Linked DNA regions of Mus musculus: regions 1 and 3 are each linked to region 2. Evidence: chromatin contacts called from public promoter capture Hi-C data. All regions are on one chromosome and are shown on one strand. The core of a region is the stretch at or near the end of the contact, and the rest is flanking DNA. Distances in the headings are between cores, read along the strand shown. Region 1 overlaps Pigu (phosphatidylinositol glycan anchor biosynthesis, class U). Region 2 holds the start of Mmp24 (matrix metallopeptidase 24). Region 3 holds the start of Spag4 (sperm associated antigen 4).

What was found. Promoter capture Hi-C pulls out the DNA fragments that hold promoters and counts their contacts.
Region 1: a contact with region 2 is called in a promoter capture Hi-C map of liver, with 2.1 times the contacts expected there. The contact joins the enhancer-like site here to the promoter of Mmp24 in region 2. A contact is called at or near these places in 3 of 39 promoter capture datasets (hematopoietic stem and progenitor cells and liver).
Region 3: a contact with region 2 is called in a promoter capture Hi-C map of liver, with 3 times the contacts expected there. The contact joins the promoter of Spag4 here to the promoter of Mmp24 in region 2. A contact is called at or near these places in 4 of 39 promoter capture datasets (fetal liver, hippocampal neurons and liver), 1 of 484 Hi-C or Micro-C datasets (embryonic stem cells) and 1 of 9 other capture datasets (liver).

Annotation. Positions count from the first base shown.
Region 1 is chr2:155,307,788-155,312,235 of GRCm38.p6, reverse strand. The region is part of intron 7 of Pigu (phosphatidylinositol glycan anchor biosynthesis, class U); the gene reads left to right. Among named protein-coding and RNA genes, the nearest start is that of Map1lc3a, 34 kb to the right of the region's middle. Within about 2 kb of position 3,110, at least 122 of the 459 cell types and tissues checked have an H3K27ac peak or open chromatin away from gene starts, as enhancers often do. A contact at or near this core is called in liver, where this site is marked.
Region 2 is chr2:155,773,155-155,778,175 of GRCm38.p6, reverse strand. Mmp24 (matrix metallopeptidase 24) reads right to left here and starts at 2,834. Exons shown (of 9, transcript NM_010808.4): 1 at 2,539-2,834. The coding sequence starts at 2,703.
Region 3 is chr2:156,063,704-156,068,162 of GRCm38.p6, reverse strand. It overlaps Spag4 (sperm associated antigen 4), which reads right to left and starts at 2,950. Exons shown (of 12, transcript NM_139151.4): 1 at 2,492-2,950; 2 at 1,925-2,029; 3 at 1,530-1,596; 4 at 1,297-1,358; 5 at 1,031-1,074; 6 at 826-851; 7 at 600-708; 8 at 341-416; 9 at 111-226. The coding sequence starts at 2,801. Gm39970 (a long non-coding RNA gene) reads left to right here and starts at 3,549. Exons shown (of 3, transcript XR_866890.1): 1 at 3,549-4,158.

The DNA of each region.
Region 1 (4,448 bases), core at 1,861-4,360, 470 kb after region 2:
TCCTTATTTTCTAGCTGGATCTAAGTCTGTGAAAAGTTTTATAGTTATTATATGCAAATCCAGATTGTTCATCAGAAAGCTTGAGCCAGACTGTGGTGCCCACAGAAGAGTGGACTGCTTCCTTGTCTGCCAGCCCTGGCTTTTCAAGTTAGATTTATAGTTGCCATTTAATAGACAGATCATTATGTGGTGAAATTACTTTGTTTTGTTTTTCTTTTATGTTTTTGTTGAATCCAAGCACTGTGTAGACCAGGCTAGCCTCAAACTCAAGAAATTAGCTTGCCTTTGCCTCCCTAGTGTTAGGATTGAAGCCATCTACCACCATACTTGACATCTCCATTTTATAGTGCCTCTCACTGAACTTGAATGAAACTCATTGATGCAGCTAGACTGGCTGGCCAGCAAGCCCTCAAGACCCACCTGTCCCTGCCTCCTCAGAGCTGTGACTGCAGGTCCGTGAAACTATGCTAGACATTTTAGGGATGCTGGGGGATTTGAACTCAAAACCTCAAGCTTGTACAACAAGCACTTTACACACTGAGCTAACTCTTGAGCCCATTTATTTTCTTCCTCCCCTTCTTCCTTCACCCTTCATCCTTTCTTCCTTCTTTCCGCCCCTTTTGCTTCATCTTCCCAAATGCTGGGATTACACATGTGTGCCACCATAGCAGCTGGGTTTTCCTTCATCTTTTATATGCATATCCTTTAGGAAATCTGACCTGAGGCCAGCAAGATGGCTCATGTGGGAAAGGTGTTTGCCTCCAAGCTTAGTGACCAGAGTTATATCCCTGGAATCCAAATGGGAAAGGAGAACCAAGTCCTACAAGTTGTCCTCTGACACTGTAGCACATGTATATACAAATACATGGATACAAATATTAATAAACAAGTGTATTTTTTTAATTATGTATTTTCTTATTTTACATTTCAAATGCTATCCCAAAAGTCCCCCATACCCTCACTCCCACCCCCGTACCCACCCACTCCCACTTCTTGGCCCTGGTGTTCCCCTGTACTGGGGCATATAAAGTTTGCAAGACCAAGGGGCCTCTCTTCCCAGTGATGGCTGACTAGGCCATCTTCTGTTACATATGCAGCTAGAGACACAAGCTCTGGGGGTACTGGTTAGTTCATATTGTTGTTCCACCAATAGGGTTGCAGATTCCCCCCCACCCCCCAGCTCCTTGAGTACTTTCTCTAGCTCCTCCATTGGGGGCCCTGTGTTCCATCCAATAGGTGACTGTGAGCATCCACTTCTGTGTTTGTCAGGCACTGGCATAGCCTTACAAGAGACAGCTATATCAGGGTCCTTTCAGCAGAATCTTGCTGGCATATGCAATGGTGTCTGAACAAATATATTTTTAACGGAGCCTGAATATAGCAAGGTTTAAAATTTAAACAAGGTATAAAATGAAAAATAAAACTAAATAGATGATAAGTAGATAATAGTTACTACATAGATAATAGATAAAAATAGATAATAGATACCATATAGATAAGAGATAATAAATAAATAGATACTGTATAGATAACAGATGAAAATAGATAGTGGGGCGGTGGTGGCTCACGCCTTTAACCCTGGCACTTGGGAAGCAGAGGCAGGTGGATTTCTGAGTTCGAGGCCAGCTTGGTCTACAGAGTGAGTTCCAGGACACCCCGGGTTATACAGAGAAACCCTGTTTCGCACCACCCCCCAAAAAAGAGAAAGAAAGAAAGAAAGAAAGAAAGAAAGAAAGAAAGAAAGAGAGAGAGAGAGAGAGAGAGAGAGAGAGAGAGAGAGAGAGAGAGAGAGAGAGAGAGGGAGGGAGGGAGAGAAAGAAAATAGGTAATAGATACTATATAGATAATAGATGAAAATAGGTAATAGATACTATATAGATAATAGATGAAAATAGGTAATAGATACTATGTAGATACTAAGTGATAAAGGAGTGATGGTTGTATCATGTCAACCTTTCTTCTGTACTTGAGATTTCTCAGAACAAGACAAAGGGACTAGGAGACAGTTTCTGACATCTTGGTTCAGACATCCTTGGTCTAGCTTTCTTCTTTAGTTTCCTTAGTTATAAAATAGGATAATGGGCCAGCAAGATGGATCAGCCCATAAAGCAGTTGCCACATAAGCCTGACAACCTGGGTCAGATCCCCTGAGCCCACAGTGGAAGAAGATTCCTCATTTCCCAAAGTGGTCTCCTGACTTCCACACCCACACCAAGGCATGAGCGTACCATGCTTCTGGATCATGCACATACACAGACACATACACAAACACACATATATACAATGATAATAATAATATAGTAATTATAAATAAAGCTTTGAAATGTAAAGTGGGATAATGGCACCTGTTGAAACGGTTAATACATGTTGGGTACGTAGAATATAGTATAATGGGAGCTTGGTAGTATAGTTACTTGGTATCACATGACAACAACGTGGTCATGGAACAAACGGTTACCAGCTTGTAAATATGTGGAGCAATGTAGGGAAAGAAAACTACTTCTCTTCTAGAAGCAAAGGAGCTCTATAAAGTTAGTGTGCTTCCTCTTTTGACAACTTAAATCTGCCTTGATTTTGCTGGTAGCTTCTAGAGACTGCAAAATGTAGCTAGTGGATAAGCTCGTGTCTCGTCAGAACCAGAGGCAAAGGCTGTTTTTCTGTTCCCTCAGGAGACACAGGGTCAGAAGCAGGGATGCTGCATCTGGCTCCCTGGTGAGTCACTGATGAAAATGATAGTTTGAGCCCATCTGGTCCCTTCCCCCAGCCCTGCTCTTCCTTTGACCTTGGCTTGGAGCCTAGTTTCCAAATTAGAGAGACGCTTACAGTGTATGATCTGATAGCACGCAGAATAAAACAGAGAGCCCTGGTATGCTCTCAGCACTGGAATCCACAGTGAAAAACAAGCTTAGTGCACAAGACTGAGAACCTGGGTTGAGCCCCTCATAGTGATACACATTTGTAACTCCAGCCCGCAGGTGACTGAAGCAGGGGGATTGTCCTAAGTTTGGGGCCAGCCTGATTACATAAAGGGGTCCAGGCTAGCATGGGCAACATAGCAATCAAAGCAAAACAAAACAAAGAAGTGGGGGAGGGGAGAAAAGGCTTGAGGCTGTGATGTTGGTGAGGGACACTAGGGGTCAGGCTAAAGGAGTTCCTGGTACCATCCAGGAAGGTTTTTTCTTCCCTCCTCCATTTTGCTTGGAATTCTCTCTCTGTCTGATCTCTCTGTCTGTCTCTGTCTCTGTCTCTCTCTCTCTCTGAGATTAAAATTTCCTACATAGGGGCTGAAGAGATGACTCCATGGCTGTTAGCCCTGGCTGTTCTTTCAGAGAACCCACGTTCAATTCCCAGCATCCACGTGGCAACTCACAACTGTCTGTGATCCAACACCCTCACACAGACAGACATGCAGGCAAAACACCAGTGCACAGGAAATAAAAATAAATCTTTTAAAATTAGGAAAAAAAATCTCCTACATGTCCTTTTGGACCTCGGAGAATCTTACAAATATGGAACACTTCATGAGTTTGCGTGTCATCCTGTGTAACATGCATGCACATCATTCCAGTTTAAAATATGTGCTGCCAAAGTGAGCATTTTGCTTGTAATTCTTTTTTTTTTTTTTAAAGATTTATTTATTTCATGTATGTGAGTGTATTGCTGTCTTCAGACACACCAGAAAGGGCATTGGATCCCATTACAGATGGTTGTGAGCCACCATGTAGTTGGCTGGGAATTGAACTCAGAACCTGTAGAGGAGCAGTCGGTGCTCTTAACTGCTGAGCCATCTCTCCAGCCCCACTTGGAATTCTTACAGCCTTGGATCCCCATGAGTGCTTTGAGACCCAGTTCTCTGTCAATGGCAACAACAGACACCAGGCTCTTTTGTAGGCACTCTTTTGATTCTGTTTTTTTTTTTTTTTTTTAAATACAATCTGACCTCTTGTCTTTGAATTGAAGAACTTAAGCCTATGGTTTCCATACTTTTCTGTGTCTGAGGTCATTCGTGATGCCTCACAAGGGGGTCAGTCCCATCAGGTTTTTCTTGACAATTTGCAATTGCATCTTCCCAGGCCTTCTTTAAGAGAGGCCCTTATTTAGAGGTTTTATATCCTGCTCCAATTCCCCAGCATTTTCTCTTTGCTTCCTGTACGGCTCCGGGCTGAGGTGGCAGGTGTGTTAGCTTTTTCCTTTTTCTAAATAGGCAAAATACAGGGCAAATCAAAGCACTGAACTTCTGGTCCGTCTGCCTCACTCACTAGTCAGCTACTCTAACCCTTCATTATGTTCCAGGCTAGTGAGAGACCCTGTCTGAAAAGAAAGAAAGAGAGAGAGAGAGAGAGAGAGAGAGAGAGAGAGAGATGAGCTACTGCTCTGTTAGATAAGGGGTAACACTATGTGCACCCATATGTGCACACACACAAAGGCACACATATATACACTCAAGT
Region 2 (5,021 bases), core at 1,585-4,084:
CAGCAGTGAACAACACAGGACCATGCCCGGGGAACCCTGGCAGCCTGTCTTAGGGTAAATGAGAGGCATACTTGTCTGGGGTCGAGATGCATTATCTATGAACAGTGGGAGATACGGCCTGCTAATGGGGAGATAGGGAGGGGTCAGACTCCAGGGACCTCAAGCCAGAAAGAGGAGAAAGCAACATTATCTGTAGGCTGAAAAGCAATGGTAAGGTCCCAGCAGTCTCACCCATCAGTGTTCAGTAAGGGATAATTAGATGTAAATTACCTCAATAATTTCTAGGAGTTTTGGCTAGCATATTAGATATTTTAAATGGACTGGGATGGCCATGCTTCCACCAAGACCTGAGAATGCACTTAGGGATAGGGAAGAGCAGATGGGAACAGCCAGTCGTCCCTTCTCTGAACGGAAAGGGTAAGGAGTCCAAGAGGCCCCTAGAGACCATGCCGGGACACGTCTGACTTAATTTTTTATAAGTGATCCAGAAAAAGTAGAGCAAAGAGAAAATTTCCAGGCTCCAGCTCATATTAAACCCTCTCAGGTAAGGAAATGCTATGCCAAATGGGGGGAGGGCTGGGAGAAGGGGGACGAAAAGACGTCAGTGGGACACCAATGTGGAGAAACGTAAGTCAGTGCAGATAACAGTACTCCACACACAAGGTGTTGTGTTCCAGGCTATCGGGTTTGACCTGTGAAAGGGATCAGGGTGCTCTGTGGATTGTTTCCCAAAGGCAGTGGCCAAACGAGCACTGCTCAGAAGATCTAAGGATGGGATGAATAGTAGCAGGACAGGACCTGAGAAGAAAAGAAGGTATCCTTTCTCTACAAAAGAAAGAACTCCACACCTGGAGACAGAGGTCAGGTGACTGTTCCGGGAGGTGGCCCTTCATGATGGGAAAGCTTAGGCTGGGAATGGAGAAGGGTGGGAGAGGTGGGATAATGGAAGCCTGTAAGGTTGGTATGGACAAGTGCTGTGTAAACATAACCTTCCCTTCAAATCCTGACACATCTAAGCAAACTGTATTCTCCTAATGTGCAAAATACCACAGACATAAAAAGGTCTCCAAATTGAGCTCATTCAGCTCCATCTTCAGAGATGGTGAGAGATCAAAGTCACAAAGCCGCCAGGGGTAAGATCAGGTGAGAGCCCACACATACTAAACCCCAGGGCAGACCCTTCTGCTTCACCCTGCACACACTCAGGAAGTCTGGAAGAATCCTGCTTTTGCTACGGTGAAAAGCCATGAACCACGTCACTTTGATAGAGCTAAAAGCACAAACTAGAGAAAGTTTTCATTGAAAGTCAGCTAATGATTATAAACCCTGAAGAGGCAGACTATTAGCTCGGCAAAGGATTCTTTCACACATCCTAAATTTTCTTTAAACATGTCATCTTTGGAGAGGCTGAGGAAATCGGGAGCTTCCCTTCTAGAAAAACACACATTTTTCACATATAAACACAAATTAGCAGAAAATTTCAGAGAATTTATGATCCCTTGAGTCCCTTGCCCAGTTAAAAACTGCTGTTCTGGCAGATTCTTCTAAACAGCCTGTCTACTTAACAAACACACTTCTCTCGGGATAATTCAGGCAATCACCAATTTCCTCCAGCAACGTTAACACTGGTTCAACATTATTTTTTTTTTTTTTTTTTAGAATTGCAGGCTTCTAGGCTGGGAGACAGCAACAAAATTAGTACAACTGTCCCGGACCTTATACGACATAATGTCCTGGCTTAAACATGAAACAGACTAGAGTCAAACCACTAGCTCTGTGACCTTGAGCGAATTGCTTAAGCTCTCAGGGTCTCTATCCTCATCTGTAAAATGGGGACAGGTGCTACAACAAGCTCACAGGATACATGCTGGGGTTAAATAAGCTAATTCCTATCAAACATAGCGCCAAGTCTGGCCCATAGTGCACGGTTGTTATTATGCATGTATCCATGCAGGCATTATGCATGCATCCATCCAATCCCCTCTTGGAGCTCCTACTTGCACATGCCAGTGATGAGCAGCTCACCGCCTCCTGGGCTGGCTGAGCACCTCCAATTGTTAAAAACTTCCTGCCTTGGGCCGAAATGTGCCTTCTTGTAATCCCCCACCCCCCACGGTCCGTTGGCCTCAGCTCTGCCCGGTGGGGCCACGCTGATCTCGCCTATCCCGACGGCCCTTCAGCTACCAAGACCGCGATCCGGTCCTTCCTCGCCCTCTTCCCTCCCCCTTCTCCAGCTCCAACATCCTCGGCTTCTCCTCCAGCCCACAACACACTGGCTGCGCTTACTATTTACTCCGAGGCGTACGGTTTCCCTCACACACAGCCTTGCAGGCCACACGCCCCACCGTCACCGCGGCCACCTCGACCCTCCGCTCCGCCCCCGCCCGCTGCCTCTGTCCGCGGTGCTGAACGGAGCCCGGCCCGCGGGCCCCGCCCGGCCCTCGCGCTGACCCGGCGCCAGGCACCCCGAACCAGGCCCGGTCGGTGCCGCCCCCTGCCCAGCCCCGGCCCCGGCCTCGACCCCGCGCGCCTGCCCACCTGCCCAGCGAAGGGCGCGTCCGCCCCGGCCGGCTTCCCGGCCCCCGCCGCCGCCGCGAGGCAGCAGAGCGCGGGCAGCAGCGGCAGCAGCCGCCCCGGGGCCCGCCAGCCGCTCCAGCGCGAGGCCTGGCCCGGCGCAGCGCGGCCGCCCCGGCTCCTCGGCATCCCGGCGGCGGGGGCCCGGCCGCCCGGCTGCGATGGCGGCGGCGGCGGCGGCGGCTCCGGCCGGGTCCTCCCGCTGCAGCCGCTGCGGAGCCGCCGAGTCACGGCGCCGCGGACGCGCGCCTGGCCCGCCTGCCGCCGCCGCCTCGGCCGCCGCGCGCCCCCGCCTCCGCGCGCCCCGCCCCGGCGAGGGGCGGCCGGGGGCGCGGGGGCAGCGCCCGAACGGGACCTGCGGGAGGCGGCAGCGGCGGGGCTGCGGGAGGCGCTCGCTCCAGGCCCCGGGTGCAAAGAGGGCAACCCTGAGGGAGGGTGAAGAGGCCAGATAAATAATTCTGGCCCTAGGGCGGCTGGCCGGGCCCCGGGTCTGTAACCCCAGGCTAGCCCTGGGGGAGAAGGGCTGAGGCTTAACACTGGAGAAAAGGGGTCTGGGGAGACCGCCGGGTTTGGAAGAAAACGAGCTCAAAAATGCTTGACATCGGAGAAAGGGTTTCGGGGGCTTAAGAGGGGTGGTGCTGAGAACCAAGAAGAGCAAACCTGGGCAGTGCTTCACTGGGGTCGGGAGACCCCTCTGGGAAGTTCGCTCCTTTACCCCTCAGAGGGAGAGGGATCACCCACCCCCTGAATGTCCCACATTTGTGGAACACCTTCTATGGAACACCAGCAGTGCCCTGGGCTTCTGGGGCTACTAAAGTGAAAAGGGAGGCTCCTGGGCCAAGGTGTAGAAGGTTACACCTAGTGAGAAACCGTAAGCACTGAGACAAACAGGATACCAAGTATCAGAAAGGATTCCAGGGGTCCCGGCTTAGGGAGGCCGGAGGTAGGTATGTAGGAGACAGTGGGGCTCTACCAATGCTCTGGAGGAAAGGCTGGAATTAAACAAGGGGGAGGGTCGGGGCAGTGTGTGTGTGTGTGTGTGGTGTCTGTGGGTCCCTATGGGGTGACTACAGAGATCTACAGAGATAATGTGTACGTTGTGGTTGTTTGGTAGTTTGGAGGTGTGGAACAGGGACATACACAGACCTGTGTGCAAGCACTGGCTCATCTCCGTTTTATAAAATGTTGCCCTCACTACTCCTGTGTACCGTCGTGCCTCAGAATTTAATAAGTGTTCCGTGTTAGTCCTCTCCCAAGGCAGAGCATGATGAGAGCCTCCATAAAAGGACACACAGATCCCAACACCAGCTACTAGTTATTGAATGCCTACTACATCCCAGGCATCGGGCTAAGCCCGTCACTGAATTATTCCTCCCGAAGTCCTGTGAGAAGCTCCGTGAAAACAGGTTGTTATCGTAAACCACTTTAGGATAAAGAGGAGGCTCTGGATAAGTTTGCCAAACATACATGATTCATAAGGGTGCAGCTGGAGTGCTCTGGCCTCAAAGCACATCTTGTCTGCTAGGATGGTAAAGGATGAGGTGACAAAGGACATGAAAGGAGGTGATGGGCAGTGCAGAAGGTGGACTATGGCATTTTCACAGATCTGGAGTCCTCCTGGCGAGGACTAGCCTGGGGGAGGTGGCAAGGAGCTAGGAGTTAGACCTCTGGAAACTGGGAGCTACTGCACGGTCTTAGAGATGGGTGGGCACAGGGATGAGTAGAGAAGAAAAGATAAAGTGTGGCAGGCGCCCAAAGAGCAGAGTAGGAAAAGAGCAAAGGGCCAAGGGCCCCATCTGGACACAGCCAAAGGAAGAGCCTAGCGAAGCAGACAAAAGACTGAATGAAGCAGGGCTGGTTGGGCTGGAGGGATGGCTCTGTGGATAAAGAGTTTTCCATACAAGCTTGAGTCCTGAGTTCAGATCCATCCTAAAAGTCAGTGGTGTGTCTGTGATCTGAGCACTGGTGGTGTGGGGAGACAGAGAAAGATCCCAGGGTCCCATAGGTCACTCAGTCTAGCTAAAATGGTGAGCGCTACAAGGGACCCTGTCTCAAAAGAGTATATGAATAAAATGGAGACTGGGGGTGACAGGTTGATGTTGTCCTCTGACAGCCAAGGTACCCACATGAGCAAGTGCAGCTTCCCCCCCAACCCCCACATACACACTACACACTGGCAGATAGCACTGACCAATTTTCAATCTGGGGAGGAGATGGAGATAAAACAAGTTTATGTAAGTTATGGCCAAGATGAAACCAGAGCATTGCAGAAACGCTGAAGAAAGATAATGAATTGTCTGTTTGGGGAAGGTTGTGTGTGTGTGTGTGGGGGGGGGGGTTGCATTCCGAGAGACAAGGAATGGAGCCGACTGAGCCTTCTCCTGTGTTTAAGACCAAACATCCAGGAACTGCTACCGATGATCCAGAACTAAGTGTTCTCCCATGAT
Region 3 (4,459 bases), core at 1,701-4,200, 290 kb before region 2:
CTCCTGGAGCCAAACTGACCTGGGCTCCACTCCTCCCTGCACCAGGCTGACTCCTGTCCCCAGCTCTTGCCCCTTGGTACTGTCCCCAAGCCCTCTGGCTCCAGGCCCACCTCCAATATGACAGAAGGCGGGCGGGCATAGTTCCAGAAGCTCAAGCGGTTCCAGAAGTAGGCAGTGTTCTGGTCCTCGTAGTCACTGGACGTCTTCTCCAGGTCGATGGAGGCTCCTGGAACAGGCACAAGTCAATTTCAGGGGCTCCTACTGGGACTTCTCAACAGCGCGGTAGAATGGCTGTCTAGGACCGTCACTCCAGCTCTTTCCACATCTCTCTGTGTCTTACCCACAGAGCTCAGTGCATAGTCAGGTTTGCGCACGAAGTCTTCATTCAGCCTCTGGAACACGAGCTTGGCCACTCTCTAGAAAGGCAGAGGGTGACCCAGGAGGACTGTGAACTAGCTTATAGGCAGGCCTGCTTCTCAGTAACTCGATGCTCTGAGGTAGGAACTTAAGGGCCTTGAGAAAGATTCCCCACACTGGGACCCAGTCTTCCAAGTGAACACAGCTAGACCCCTGAGCCTCCCAGCTGGGCCATAGCCCACCTCACTGTGGGCTGCACGAACGCTGGACACCTCCTTGTGGAGTTTATTCAGTTCTGCCTGGAGCTGCTGCAGTTGCTGGCCCTGGGAATGCACGCGGTGGTGGTATTGGCTGTAGTTGGGAGGTGGGTACCATGCAGTTAGCTACCTGTCCCTGTGCATTCCTCTCAGAAAGCACCCACAGAGGCATTGCCAGTGTTGCCCAGGCCTGCCCCAGCTGCCCTTTCACCTTAGAGTCAGCATCTCCGTAGGTTCCTGTGGAGGAAGGGACCAGTAAGCACCCTTCTCTGTCAACATTGCCCTACCATTCTTGGTTGGCCCATGGGGATTTATACTCAGTGCTTCCTACACTGCCCCCATCCCAACAGCCCAGGGATGCCCCCCACATACACACAACCTCACCCCACCTGGAGACATAGGTCTCCCCAACTCACGTTCTCCAAAGGAGGGATCAGGTACAGGAGCCCCCACCAGAGTGCTGGAGGAAGAAAAAGAGGAAAGGTGTCCTCTGATGTAAGAGGACAAGGAAGAAAGCAAGGAGTTGGGGTGAAACCTAGGGCTGCCGGAGCACACTCGGGAGACCAAGATGGGGGGGGTCACTAGAATGGGCTGAAGGCCACCAAGACGGAGTTCGGGGGGGGGGGGCTGGACTTGGCCCCAAACCTGCAGAGCTGGGTCCCAGGGAATCGATGCTCCTCACCTGCCAGAAAGATGCTCAGGAGCGACACAGCAGTGAACAGGAAGCGGATGGAGCAGATTTCCCTAAAGAACAGGAGTGGAAGCTGCTGCCTAGAGGCCCTGAACCACTCAAGCCTCGACCGTGGGGGTCCTAGACCCGCCCAGTTTCTGGGAACTCAAGCAGATCTGGATCTGCTCTAGCCTGGGTGGGGCCAGCCCTGCTGCCCTTCCCTGAGCCCTGCCGTTCCCTCTGACCTGCACACACAGACCAGCCCATCGACTGCCAGGGATAACACCATGCTCAGCACCTGAAAGAGGAGGCCTAGGGACGGAGACCGGAGAAGCAGCTCAGAGAGGGTGATCCATGAAGGTGAGGTAGTGCAGGTTCAGAAGGGCTCAAGAGAAGCCGGGGTGGGGACTGGGGTGGTGCGGAGGACAAGAGTCTGGGGCTCAGGAGGCAAGGGTCGTTTGGGGAAATGAGCTGAGGCTGGACACTAGGGCACAGGCTCGAGGAGGAGAACTGGGAACAGGGGCGGGGGTCCGAGAGCAGAGGTCAAAGGGCATCTGGGCTGGTTTCTCTGACTCAGACTCAGCAGAAATGGGGTTCTGAGTGCCAAGGTCAGAGGGGATGGGGCTGGCCTGGCTCGTACTCAGGAAGCTCTTGGACACCCTCGGGGTAGGCATCTCCTGCCTCAGATCCAGGATCGGGAGAAGGTTGAGTTGTTCCTCCAAAACTACAGAAGATCCAGACGGTTCTGCAAGAGCCCAGGGCACCATTGAGGTTTTGTGCACCACAGGCCCGCTCTTCCCCTCGGGGCCCGGGCGCAGGCTCCTGACCCTAGTGCCAAACAGCTGGGCAGCCTCTCAAACAGGCTTTTAGTCCAGGCCTTTGCCCCAGGTCACACTCCCTGCACACGCCCAGACCCGGAGCTGGAGAGTCTCAATCAGTGGAAACCGCCCCCCAGTCTGAGTCCCCGTGCGGCCGGACTAGGGTCACACTCACGCCGGCCCTGCGGCACCTCCTCAGCCATGCCCAGGCACAGGATTTCCTCCGCCCCCTCCCGGGACCGGCCATGGCACCGAGCTCGCCCCCGAGGGACACGTGTCGAGCACGTCCCCTCGTGAGCCAGGTCGGGGCTTCTGCACCCAGGTCCGCGCCGGGCCCCGCCCCCGAGCCCGCCCCGCCCTCTCGCCCCCGGGTTCGACCCCGCCCGCACCCGAGGCCCCGCCCCTCACGGTTGCCGCGCCACAGGCGGTCTGCCCATTGTGGCTCCGAGGCGCCAGCTTCGGCCGAGAGCTTCCTGCCCATGTGTCTCCTCCGGGCATTCCTGGGCTTAAGGCGGGCTCACCACAGCTCGAGCCCCGGGCCCTTCTGCCCTCGGGCTCCCCGAGCTCCGGCCCAGCGGACCGGCGCCCATTGCTGTCCCCCGAAGTCGCGCTGTGGGAACTATTGCTGTTCTCGCTGTAGAAGTTGGGTGTGTGATTATGAGAGGATGCGGCCGAGCCTGAGCGGGGGCTCCGCCGCATCCTGACCTGGGCTACCCCTCTGGGAAGCCGAAGTCGCCGCAGCCAAAGCCCTCGGCCCTTCCTCAGCTGCCTCGCGCCGCAGGGTAGCACCCTGCGTGAGCCCCGCGGCGGCTCGGCCGACCCTCCCGCTGCTGTGCTGTTGTCACCGTCACAGAGGAGCCGCGTCACAGAGCGCCCGTGACGTCACTGGGAGCCAGCAGCCCATCCCCCTTTCCTGATACATTTTTGTTCATGGTTTGGGTGTGTGTGTGTGTGTGTGTGTGTCCATCCAGAAGTTGATCTCTGCTGCTGTCTTCTCCTGCTCCCCACCTTAGCTTTCGAGATAGATTCTCTCTTTCTGAACCTGGGGCTCACTTTTTTGTTTTGTTTTTTCAACTAGGCCCCAGCGGTTCTCAATCTTCCTAATGCTGCGACCTTTAAATACAGTTCCTCATGTTGGGTGACCTCCAACCATAAAATTATTCTCATTGTTATTTCATAACTATATTTTTGTTGGACTGGAAAGGTGGCTCAGCGGTTAAGAGCACTCACTGCTCTTCCAGTGGTCCTGAGTTCAATTCCCAGCAACCACATGGTGGCTCACAACCATCTGTAATGGGATCCGATGCCCTTTTCTGGTGTGTCTGAAGACAGCAACTGTGTACTCATATACATAAAATAAATAAGTCTTTAAAAGAAAACCTGTAATTTTGCTACTGTTATGAATAAACTTTTGGAGATAGAGGTTTGCAAAGGAGGTCCCGACCCACAGTTTGAGAACCATTGAACGAGGGCTGGGACGACTCCATGGTTCCACTTGTCCCTACTCCCACAGAGCTTCAGTGACAGGCAAGTACCACAGCACCCTCTGTTTATGTGGATTCGGGGTTTACAAGCAAGTCCTCATGCTTAGGCAGCAAGCGTGAGGTTTATCCACTGGGCCATCTCAACTCCTCCTCTCTGTTCTGAGTCACGGTCTCTTACAAGTTTGACTAGAGAGCTAACCAACGGGTCCTAGGGATTCTGCTGTTTCTCTCTCTTCAGAGTCGGGATCACAGTCCCCTGAGCTCTGGTCTGTCGCTTTTTACCTACAGTGCTGGGTATCTGCACATGGGTCCCCGGGCTTCCGCACATTTTATTGATTATGACATTGCCCCAATCTCCTATGTAATTTAGACAAGAGGTTTTGCTTTGATTCTTTTGCTAGCCTGGTACTGGATATATAACCCAGGATGGTCCCGAGTCAGGACCATACTCCCGGTACAGTCTCCCAAGCCTGAGACTATGGGCATGTCATCATGTCCATCATGACCAGCTACAATGGCACCTAGATTTTGTTCACTTCTGTATCCTGCAGTACCTAGACGGGTCTAGCCTGGTAAGTGCCCTAGTATTTAGGGAAGCAGTAAATATTAGGAAGGAACAGAGCATCATCCAACACACTAAAACATTTATTATGGCCCCTCCTATTCACTTTTAAAACAGAGTCTCACTATGCAGCCAAAGCCAGTCTGGAGCTCAGATCTGCCTGCCTCCCCCACCTCCCAAGCTCTGAGGTAAAGGCATGTACCACAACTCCCAGCTGAGAGAGAGACAGAGGGACAGAGAGACAGAGAGACAGAGAGAGAAAGAGACAGAGACAGAGACAGACAGAGAGAGAATAAGCTTTAAGCTCGGCA